2 separate regions of the Mus musculus genome follow, and region 2 is linked to region 1. Evidence: chromatin contacts called from public Hi-C data. All regions are on one chromosome and are shown on one strand. Each heading gives the region's core, a stretch centred on a gene start, on an enhancer-like site or on the middle of the called end of the contact. The rest is flanking DNA. Distances are from core to core; before and after follow the strand shown. Region 1 has its middle 41 kb from the start of Ppm1a. Region 2 overlaps Ppm1a (protein phosphatase 1A, magnesium dependent, alpha isoform).

The links. A called contact is a pair of places that touch in the nucleus more often than the background predicts.
Region 2: a contact with region 1 is called in a Hi-C map of liver, with 2.0 times the contacts expected there. The contact joins two enhancer-like sites. A contact is called at or near these places in 17 of 484 Hi-C or Micro-C datasets (brain, differentiating embryonic stem cells, embryonic retina and 4 more), 2 of 115 datasets of contacts at active chromatin or transcription factors (both in embryonic stem cells) and 2 of 9 other capture datasets (adipose tissue and pancreatic islet).

The regions. Positions count from the first base shown.
Region 1 is chr12:72,717,473-72,723,521 of GRCm38.p6, reverse strand. No RefSeq gene overlaps it. Among named protein-coding and RNA genes, the nearest start is that of Ppm1a, 41 kb to the left of the region's middle. Within about 2 kb of position 1,616, at least 7 of the 459 cell types and tissues checked have an H3K27ac peak or open chromatin away from gene starts, as enhancers often do. A contact at or near this core is called in liver, where this site is marked.
Region 2 is chr12:72,788,741-72,794,405 of GRCm38.p6, reverse strand. It overlaps Ppm1a (protein phosphatase 1A, magnesium dependent, alpha isoform), which reads right to left. Exons shown (of 6, transcript NM_008910.3): 4 at 3,665-3,773; 5 at 1,571-1,628; 6 at 1-694. The coding sequence ends at 665. Among named protein-coding and RNA genes, the nearest start is that of Gm33785, 26 kb to the left of the region's middle. Within about 2 kb of position 1,970, at least 5 of the 459 cell types and tissues checked have an H3K27ac peak or open chromatin away from gene starts, as enhancers often do. A contact at or near this core is called in liver, where this site is marked.

The DNA of each region.
Region 1 (6,049 bases), core at 367-2,866:
CATAAAAATCTAGAAGCACAGGGTGGCTTGCCTGGAATCCCAGGGCGCTCTGACTATCCAGAGAAGCCAAGGGGCTGAACTCAGGGCTCGGCAGTAGACTCTGTTACAGGAAAGTAAAGGAAGATTGAAGAAGGCAGCCGGAGTCAGCCTCTGGTCTCCACACATACACTAGCTCACACATATGCTACTGCATACATATATGTGCGTACATAGGAAAAAAAGAAACAATATGTTATATATGTGGCTTAGTTAGGGTTTTACTGCTGTGAACAGACACCATGACCAAGGCAAGTTTTATAAAGGACAACATTTAATTGGGGCTGGCTTACAGGTTCAGAAGTTCAGTCCATTATCATCAAGGCAGGAACATGGCAGCATCCAGGCAGGCATGGTGCAGGAGGAGCTGAGAGTTCTACATCTTTATCTGAAGGCTGCTAGCAGAATACTACTGATTTCCAGGCAGCTAATATGGGGGTCTTAAAGTCCACACCCACAGTGACACACCTACTCCAACAGGGCCACACCTTCTAATTGTGCATTAGATTAGCCTGGGGAGTGTGTGTGTGTGTGTGTGTGTGTGTGTGTGTGTGTGTGTTAGAGAGGAAAGTAGGCGGATGGGCTTCCAGTCCCTTCTGTCCCTGCATCCTCAGACAGACCATAGAAGTACGTCAGAGCTAGGACCTCTGAAGCCCTTCTTTTATTCTACAAATAAAACGAGTTGCCAGATTCCTAGATCTTCCAAGAGCTGTAGGCACCCTCTCACCTTCAGCTTTAAGCACTTCTTGGCAGCAGCAACTCTCCTGAGGCCTCGTACAACGTCTCCTCCTCCTGCAGAGACTCTTGTTTGCCCAGAGGAGACCTGAGACCTGCATTGACACGACAGCCCTGGGTGGGATGCATACACTTGCATTTCTGGGATGAGTAAAAGACGCTTCCATTTTTCAGAACTCAGAGCTGCAGAAAAACTAGAACTTTATTTTATTTTATTTTACTTTATTTTATTTTATTTTATTTTATTTTATTTTATTTTATTTTATTTTGGGTTTTCAAGACAGGGTTTCTCTGTGTAGCCCTGGCTGTCCTGGAACTCACTTTGTAGACCAGGCTGGCCTTGAACTCAGAAATCCTCCTGCCTCTGCCTCCCGAATGCTGGGACTAAAGGCGTGCGCCACCATGCCCGGTTCAACCAGAACTTTAAAAGGCTGCTCTGGCCTTCCACTCTAAGCTTGGGACAACAGGCTAATCTAATGAAGAAGCGGAGATTTGTGCTCGCTTGTGGCACTTAGGACTGCTATGGCGCATTTGCTCTATAGTATCCTGCTGCCATCCTTTCTAAGACTGAAAATGGTGTGTGCCTTATCACTCTTTCGCTACATCCCAAGCCTCTGGGAAGTAGATACACTAGAAGGGGAGTGAGTGACAGACAGCATGGGCCTTTTGAGAAGGCAGCATCTATAGAAGTGTGCATTTTGGCTTTGGCTTTAGATAAGGTAAAGCCAGGCCTAAAGCGGTAACCACGTGCTCCTGGCAGGCAGGTCACATGCTTCCCTGACCTTTGTGTCCTACTCTGATGTGGCCTGACTGCCTCTACCGAGAACCTGGCTGGTACCCGACTGCTAGAGGTGGTGTGATTTCAGCAAGCCTGGGCAAGGTTCTTGGATCAAGATGAATCCTTTCCCAATCAGTTTCCTAACGTGACATTTTCCCACCTGCTGCTCAGGCTCCATCTAGCAGGAAGAATATGCATGCTCTGCTCCTGGACCAAGGGCTCCTTCTTCCTAGCACCCTTTCCTCCCAGTCTCCCTGCCTCACTCACCCGTACCTGGTGCAGATCAGGCCTCTGTGACTATTGATTGCAGGCTCCCCCCCCCCCCAACTTTAGTAGAGATTCGGGGATAGAAGGGCGTCCTCTGTCAAATATGTTGGACCCTTGGAATAAAACAAAACTAGACAGATTTCTTCTCTGTGGGGCTTCTTAGTGTTCGGTGTGTTGACATGAATGATGAGATTTGAGCAAGAAGGGTTGCTTTCTTTGGAAGCAACATTGTTGTTTTATATCTCATTGTGAATGGGTTTATTGGGAACTCTTGCCAGAGAGGGTGCTATGGAATCAGAGAAGTTCTGGGCTCTCGATGTAGGGAACTCTGTCTTCATACTTCAAAAGGCCGGGGCCCTGGGCTCTTGAGGACTAGATGCAGGCGGCTTATTTTTAGCTCACTTCCTACAACTCAGGATGATGGCTTGATCTTTAAGTCTCTTCATTACCCTCCTTTCAAAGGTCCTCCTTTTTGTGTCAGTCACCGAGGGCTCATATCTAACAAAACACTGTCACTTTGTTTCCTTCAGTTAAAAGTAGAGTGGTTCTCAAAACACGGCAAAAGTTACATTTGCCTAAGAAACAGACCCGTTCTTTGCCTGGCTTTGCTTTCTTCAATTGCTTTCTGAATTCAGCATTTCTCTTTCTATTGCTGGCCTGGGCTATACATTTGGTTTTGCTCAAGTAGAATATCTATTTGGATCGATTAACAAAATAAAACTGAGTAAAAGGAGGGCCAGGTAGGCCCTAAAGATAATTAAGAGAAATGAATTGGTGACAAAGAAACCAGATGGGCTCTCTAACCTGGATGGTTTCTGTACTCCAACAGGCTGGAGAGATGGCTCAGCGGTTGAGAGCATTGGCTGCTCTTCCAGAGGTCAATTCCCAGCAACTACATGGTAGCTCACAAACATCTGTAATGAGATCTGATGCCCTCTTCTGGCCTGCAGATATACATGCAGGCAGAATGGTGTATATAAAATAAATCTAAAACCAAACCAAACCAAAACCAATCTATACTCCAACACTGGCTTCTGGGATGCTGTGTCTGAATGACACGATGGGGCAACCCCTGACATCCACCGTGCGGGAAGCACATGAATGACTGGCACAGAGGAGGGCTGGAATGTTGGTTGTGCTTTGTGACACTTCCAAGACGGCACTATCACGTGGGGAGCATCTGTCTCCTGCTCTTCTTTCTCCTCGCCCAGTAGTAATACCCAGGTTGTCCTTCCTTAAGACATACCTTTTGGGGATGTCTAGAGAGATGTTTTAGGGATAACAGTACTTGTTGTTCTTTCAGAGGGCTTGATTTTGGTTGTCAGGATCCATATCAGGTGACTTACAACCATCTCTAACTCCAGATCCAGGGGAACCCATGTTCTCTTCTGCCTCCATGGGGATCCACATACAGATGTAATGTATACACACACACACACACACACACACACACACACACACACACACACACAAAGAGAGGGGGGATCTTTTCTTGCCTTTCATTTGCATTGATCTAGGTTCTAAATTATTTTTGTCTCACTCATTCAAATTCAATGCCTTGATCCTACCTCTAAACTAATAGATAAGACAGACAATGTAACTTCTTCCAAAGCAAGGAATTTGCAGTTTCCAAGGGTCCTCTGGCTGATACCACATGAGTCTTGAATGATGGCAAGTCACTGATAGGATAAATGCTTCAGGGTGGATTGCCTTTCAGTTCCCTTCAAGTCCTAGGCGGAGCGGGCTGTCTGCTCTGGCTTGCTGGGATTGGCTAAGTGACAGCTCTCTGCTGTGCAGTAAAGGTAGGTTAAAGGGCATCAGTGAACGGAATGATACCCAGAATAGAAAACAGCGCATCGGCCTGGTATTTTGACCAGGGGTTGGGGATTACTATCCTTAGAGCCAGGATTTTTTTCCAGTAGAGTTTTATACAATAAAACGAATGTGTTCTGTGCCTTCAGTGTTTGAATAAACATAGGAGATTTATTTCTAGCGGTAATGTAAATCGGTGATGTGGAAAGTTATGAAAAGCGAAGGGATGCTACAAGTGTAGGCTGCCTGGCTTCCATCACTGTCTGTGCTCAAACATCGAGGGTCTACACAGACAGCTCAACTCTTAGGGAATGTTTGTAAGCTGTTTAACTCTTGAGTATCACCCCCCTCTCAGGAAAGGTATTGTTTATGTGAACGGGAGTTTATGGAAACTAACACTAGACCAAGAACAAAGCCTGAAATACATGCTTAGATATTTTTCCACTGGAAATCTTGTGTTTGTGTTCAAAATTATTTTAGGGCCTGAATGTCAGGCCCTAAACCTTCTGTTCCTCAAATACACACTGGAAGAGTGACTTTGTAACCTCACTGGAAGAGTGACTTTGTAACCTCAGAACGCTATCGGGTTGTTCTTCTGTAACTGTGTGTGGGTAGGTGCTCTGTTTTCATGCCTGGCTCCCAGGAAGGTCAGAGAAGACTTCAGACCTCCTAGAACTGGAATTGCTGACAGTTATAAGCTGTGTGTGAGTGCTGGCAATCAGGCTCTCTGGAAAAGATACCAGTGATTTTAACCTTTAATACATCCCTCCAGCCCCTGTAAATTTTTTTTTAATCTGTAGAAAGAGATTTCTTTTACTTGGTAAACACACACACACACACACACACACACACACACACACCTGAAATAAATGTTTCATAAAACAAAACTTATGCTTGCTATACACAATGCACATTCTATCTTCTTTTCTGTCTTTATTTGTTTTTTGTTTTGTTTTAAGGATTTATTTATTATTATATGTAAATACACTGTTGCTGCCTTCAGACACACCAGAAGAGGGAGTCCGATCTCATTACGGATGGTTGTGAACCACCATGTGGTTTCTGGGATTTGAATTCAGGACCTTCAGAAGAGCAATCAGTGCTCTTAACCGCTGAGCCATTTCTCCAGCCCCTATTTATTGGTTATTTATTTATTTTATTTTGAGGCAGAGTCTCATGTACCAGAGGTTGGCTTCAAACTCTCCATATAACAAAAGAAGAGTTTGAACTCCTGACCTTCCTGCCTCTATTTTCCAAGTGCTGGGATCTCAGGTGTCTTAGTTTATGAAGTGCTAGGGCCTAAATCCACTTTGCCAACTAAGCTACATCTTTAGCCTCTCCTTTTACTTTTCTTTAAAAAGAACACACACACACACACACACACACACACACACACACACACACTTCATTAGCCTACAGTTTGAAACACATTAGAGGAACTCTTGCATGCAAATATAAAAATATTACAGGGGCACAGTTTGAACAAAGAAGCAGCCAAATGGCTGGTGCTAAACATTGTGTATAACAACTGGGCACAACAGGATTAGGTTGCCAGGGGAAAATAAAAAACATATGTAGCCTAGAAGGCACAGACTGGCCACAAGTATTATATACAGAACATGCCTTGAATGAGAGAAGGATATTATATCCCGACACATTTTGAATAAGCAAAGAATCACCCACCAACATCCAAAATGGAAGAGGGATACAGAGTGGGCTGTAGGGAACTGAGGAGACTTTTATGGGATAGGATTAGTGATCTATGGGAGACGCAGCATTCGGTGCCTTGCAGGCAATGTTACCAGTGGTTTGCTTTTATCTGAGCACAATGAACAAGCACTGGGGGATGCTAGGATGGCAGAATGACACTTATCCTAACAACCATTCCCTGGCTTCTGTGTAGATAGCAGATTAGGTGAAGGATGAGGAAAATGAGGTGCTGTAGAGTAGGTGTGGGAGCGCGCACTGCTGCCACCTCAGACTCAGACGCCAGGATTGCTTGCCAAGTGATTTACCTGATGAGACATCTCACTGGCCCAGGACCTTGTCTTAGGATGATGATGATGATGATGACGACGACGACGACGATAAAATGGCTAGAGAGATGACTCAGAGGCTAAGAGCACTGGCTGCTCTTCCAGAGGACGAAGGTTTGACTTCCAGCACCCACATGGTGGCTCACACTTCTGTGTTCCCAGGCCATTGGTCATTCAAAATGGTTCCAGAATAACATCTCTTATTCCCCATAAGATGAGAGCTATGGTTTTATATTGACAGCCACCTTGATTTCTCTGTCACTCTGGACCATGTTCTTGAGCTTTGAGCCACAATAATCCATAAACCAAAACAGGTTACAGGGCCTCTACCCTGTAAGCCCCCTGCCCAAGGACAGATACTTCCTTAGATGCTGGAGGCTGTAGT
Region 2 (5,665 bases), core at 721-3,220, 71 kb before region 1:
TCATAAAGAGGTGCAAGAGAATCAAGGCATGTTAGCCCAAAATTGATAGATACTCTCATGAATATACAGGATCAGCTGCAATATCTTGGCTACGAGGAGAGGACATCCTAGAGACAGGTGAGAGCGATGGCTGTATCAGTGAGCCAGTCCTCGCCGGAACAGAGACAGTTTCCATGAGCCTGGGTGACAGCTGTGTAAGCTTTTGGAATTCTTCCTAATCGTGTGCACGTAGCATGCAGCTATGTGGCTGCCGCTTTCCCTATCCCAACCGAGTCCAGACACAGCATGACTATGTCTGTTGTGTCACACAACAAGCCAAATTTCCTTTATCATTCACTGATAGTGATTTTAAAGCAGTTCATAATTAAATATGAGCACTTTGTACAAGGACAATTACACTTTACAAAAACCAAAATCATACAACAAAAATTGCTGGAGTCTGATTTACAACATGAATTACGGTTTGAAATCACGCTTACATAAGTCTCAAATTTACAATAAAAAAAGAAAATCCATTCTGGGCTAGCTGTTCCATCGCTGAAGCTGCAGTCCTCACCCGTGTCAGACCCTCCTGTGAAGTCGGTGATGGATGGTAAAGGCTCGGCAAGGATGAGCTGGCTTCCCCTTTGCAGGCGAAGGTGAGTCCACGGCTGGGTGAGCGGCTTTACCACATATCATCGGTTGACGCAGAATCCTTCACATAGGAAAACAAACAAAACAAGGCATTAAAGGAAATCTTCCAGATGCTAAAATGTACACTTCAGAAAGACACTAATGCAGAAAGACAAGCTCTATAACACTCATCTCCAGAACTTACTTGGTTTTTAAAGTTTATGTTTATACATATATGAAATACTAATATTTAATCTGTTTGACTAAAAAAAAATTAAAACTTGTTTTGGCCTGGCCCCACCCACCAACATTTTCCATAAGCAAACAAATAAACCCGTTGATTTAGAAAAACACTGTGAGGATGGATAAATATATCATTAAACCAAGAGAATTATTATAAAGTGTCACCTATGTTATTTTAAAAGTTCATTTTTTTCATTAAATTTATTGCATTGTGGGAGGAAAACGGCATTGGTGAGCTTTGCTATGCTGCAGAATGTGTGAGAGCTGCTCTCAGTGACTCCAAGTTAACAGCTAAGAGACCACAACACTCTGCCATGCTAAGACTTATTGGCAGGGCTTCTCTAGCACAGCCTCAGGACCTGTGGCAAAGATCTTTGTAAGCATAAAAACACTTCATGGAGATGAACACTCACAATTCCACTGCTACTCCGCATGAAACTCAGAATAATCCAAGATTCTGAGTGAAGAGATTCCTAACTTAAATAAAAATGGTGAAGGTAGGTCTTCTGGAGTTGATCGATGATAGAGATTTTCTTTTTTGGCGTGAGAGGTGCCACTCACCATGCTTATATCCTCAGCCACTGCTATATGCAAGAACTGGAGCAAGCAGAATTCACAGTACTCATTCAGTCTGTGGCTAGAACAGCCTCACAGGGAAGGGTGTGTGCACTGAGCACAGGGAGAGAAAAGCAGGGCGGGCGAGAACGCTACTCACAGTGTCGTCATTTTTGTAAGGGTTCAGTCTATTGTAAACGGCTTCAATTACATTCCGCCTAAATGTTAAAAAACACACAAAGTCAATCCTTCAGAAAGTAACCCCTAGCTTGGTGCTCATTAGAACTCCAAAAAATAATCTTGCACTTTGAGCCTCTGCTGACAACACCAAGCCTGTCTAAGACACCTGTGTCCTGGTGCAGAGGCACCATTACTGTAAAGCAGAATATATGTTCCCAACTGCTCTAGAGAATACTAGAGCAGAAAGCAGTTTAACATACAAATATTTATTTTAACAAACCACCAGCTGGTCTTTCTCTAACATTCATTTACTTACTGTGTGCACATGCAAACGAGAGGTCAGAGGACAGTTTGCAGGAATTCCTCGATTTTTACGATATGGGTTCCAGAGGGTTTAAAAGGCAGGCCATTAGGCTTGGCTTAGGTGCCTTTACACAATGAGGGGGAGTGGTGGGGGGCAGAGAGGGAGAGAGGAGAGGGAGAGGGACAGAATAACCTTAGGGAGTTAACAGATCAGCTGGCAAAAAAAAAAAAAAAAAAAAGTGTATCTCACAAGAGCAGGCCTGCACCGGGATGCCAGCATCCACACGGTGGCCTGTGTCTGTAACTTTGGCACTAGCGGAGAGGCAGAGGCCTGGAGAACCCTGGCCCTTACTGGTCAGCTAGCGATTGGGTTCTGGGGTCAGTGAGAGTCCCAATGTCAAACATAAGTAGGACAGCAGAGGAAGAGGTTGTCTACCGCATGTAACGTCTGGCCTCTGCATCCATGTACTCAAACACATGCATGTACACATGCGCACACACTCAAAAGTCTGTGTGTGTGTGTGCCCCTACTTCAATTTGAGCTACAAGTGCGCAACACCAATACCAATCTTAAGACATTCTGGTTAAAGGTAAGACCGTACTTTCAGAGTAGAAGCAACTTTAACATGCTATAATAATCTATCGTATATATTGTCTTTGCTTTTCTTAACATCCCTTAAAAAAAACTCCTACCAAAAAAAAAACCCTAAAATGTTGAATACTTCTATAACAAGTATAGGAATTAGTTTTTATTTTTATTTTATTTTAATAATCTGGCTTTGTGTAGTAGCACAGGCCTAGAATCTCAGCATGTGCAGCTGAGGCAAGATTACCTGAGGTAGGAGACAGCCTGGACTATATATACAAGGACTATACCATATCTCAAAAAACAAAACAAAAACAAGGAACAAAAAACAAAACAAAACAAAACAAAAAAAAAACAAGGATAACCCTTTGATACTTAAATGACAAAGTACTTGCCTAGCAAGCCCGCACAAACACACACCCACATCCACCCACACACATGTACGTGCCCGCCCACGCACGCACACACACACACATGTTATATCCTCCTTCTAAAATTGACTGGAAGCAACTTTACAGACAGTCTTAGTTGGAGATGGTCATGGAATGAAAAGTTTTCAAAAAATACAAGTCTGAGTAGGAGGCTTTGCAATCCCTGGTGAAAAGATCACAAAAACTATAGCTAATGTGCAAACTACGGAAGATTAAAGAAATGATCACAATATCCCTCTGTGCCAAGCACTAAAATAAGAAAGAAAAAACCACCTTAAATTCCACAATGTATATTGTTAACTACAGATATATACACTTAATATAATAGCTACCTCAAGTTAGTATGGTTCTATGAAGCAATAGGAAGGGAAGTGTCTGTCTACCCTTTCTGACAGTATCCACTAGTCAACAATAAAATACTGGAAAATAAGGACATGTAGAAAACATTGCCCAGATTGAAGACAATCCTTAAAGTGTTATAACCATTAAAGGAAATCTTACCACCACTGTTACTATACCCAATTACACTTTTTGTAGTGTCATTTAATTTCATTTAAAATATCCTTTCACAATATTATCTCAGTTATTCTTTGTTCCCCAAGCTTCCACTAAGGATGCTCAGTCACAAACAGTAACTGACATTCAAGTACTGATCCCCAACAAGCCTAGTTCCCAACAGTGAAGAGGCTTCCGAGATTAGGAGCATTCGCAGTTATCTACACACAACAGCCAAGGGCATGCACGGCATACTCACTTGCTTGCCAATTCACCCCCTGGTGGGAGGCTGGGGATGTTCTCACTGGCTAACGTGCGCATCACGTGGACTAAGTCAGGGACGCCTTCCACCTGCTTCTTTATGATTTCTGGGAATCAGAAGTACTTTTTTTGTAAGTGTTATCAAAACTCAATTTTTAAAACACTGAAATTAAAGTATCTTAGGTTATCACAGACATTATTTACTTTGACTACACGAGCTTGAGATTTTCTGAACTAGGATAAAATTAATCACTGATCCTCAAAAATAAAAGAACAAAAGGATGCAGAAAAAGACAAACTATTTACTTCAATGAATAAAAATAGGACAAAAATGTGAAAAGAGAAAGTACTCTTTAGTTATTAACTTGTTCTGACTTGTGTGTACAAATAAGGATCCCTTTTCCAAGATGCTGACCAGGTGCTGCTGAGGAGGTCAACTCCTGCCTTACACTGAATACAAGTTTTCTGTACTTTACCCAATATAATACATTGCACATATAAAATTAAATAAGAGCAATTTACATATTTGTCGCTATTATTTTAACCTATATCTTTATAGTTGCAACATGACTTAAATAGCATGCAAATTATATACCTGAGCATCACTCTGCAGACCCATTTTCCTCTACTATATCTTTAAATGACACATAGACACAAACACCATTCCCTTCCCTTGTTATTTAAGCAAGGCTTTAAATGAAAAAGGTCTAAATTTCATGACAAAAATAAAGCTGTACAGATGCATTTAAAATTAGTTTCAAAGCATCCAGTCACTAGGTATGCACTACTGATGCAGTGTTACTCTTATCACAAAACATCCCAAGTTGTAAACAAAGAGCCTTAGCCCAGCTCTAAACTAAGTACAAGGCATCATTGGAAACTTAGCATATTTATTTTCAGTGCAAATTTCAGCTAAAGGCATTTGCAACTTTTTTGTTTCTCAATATTTACATTAAGAAATTTTCTTTGCTGCCCAGGCAAGAAATTATCATTTTAGTTCTCCAAGTGTAAGCACCTTTGAAATTAACAATGCACATGAAAACTTTTCATTCTGACCAAGCCTCTAATTACTTCACAATTGAAGCACAAGTTAAACAGACACTGCTACCCATAAAATCTCTTTAAATGGTTCAAAATTGTCTTTCTAAAATAAAAGCCAAATTTTACCATGTGTTAAATTATTGTATGCCTTCTTTTCCTTAAAACAAAAACAAAACAAAATAAAGCAGTCTTAAATCTGAACAAAAAGCAAGGATCTCAGATTTGGTTTGCCAAGTTCCTTTATTGTGTAATCTTTAACATTTTGGCATATTGATTTTCTACATGGTTCTAGTGCTGAAAATCTACTATACAAAAATAAAGGGGTTTGATGCTTACCTAAGCTACACAAGTTCACAATCTAACACTGTAACACACAACACAGTGTCTACTAAGCTAATACAATCATTTGATTAGAGCTCTAGATACAAGAGAAATGAACACTGATGATAAATTTAACCAATGATGGTTTCAGTCCTAAGTAAAAACCCCACTGTATCTGATGTAGCTTACATCTTCACGAAAATGTTAGGATATTTTAATTGTGAAGAATACAGGAAAAATATTTTATGAATAATAAAAGCTTTAGAAACAATTAGAATCTCTTATTTGATGTGGGACAATCATTTAAACTGAACAATTACACTATCCCTCCCTCTTCCTTTGGCTTCTAGAAAATATTGAATGAGAAGGAAATTCTTTTAATTGTTCTTGGACTATACAATTTAACAGACTGTAAAAGACTTGATACCTTCATAAAGAATATGTATGCCACGAAATTCTCTTATGTTTCATGAACACAGACACAAACATAATCCCCCCCCACACCTTCCTTAATAAAGTGCTCCCTCACATTAGCAACTTTTCAGGGAGCCAGGTGAGTAGCAGTGGTGGGAAGGTCACGCAGGTAAGCATGACCTTAAAGGGCCCAAGGACCGCAGCACAGCAGCACTCCGCCTTC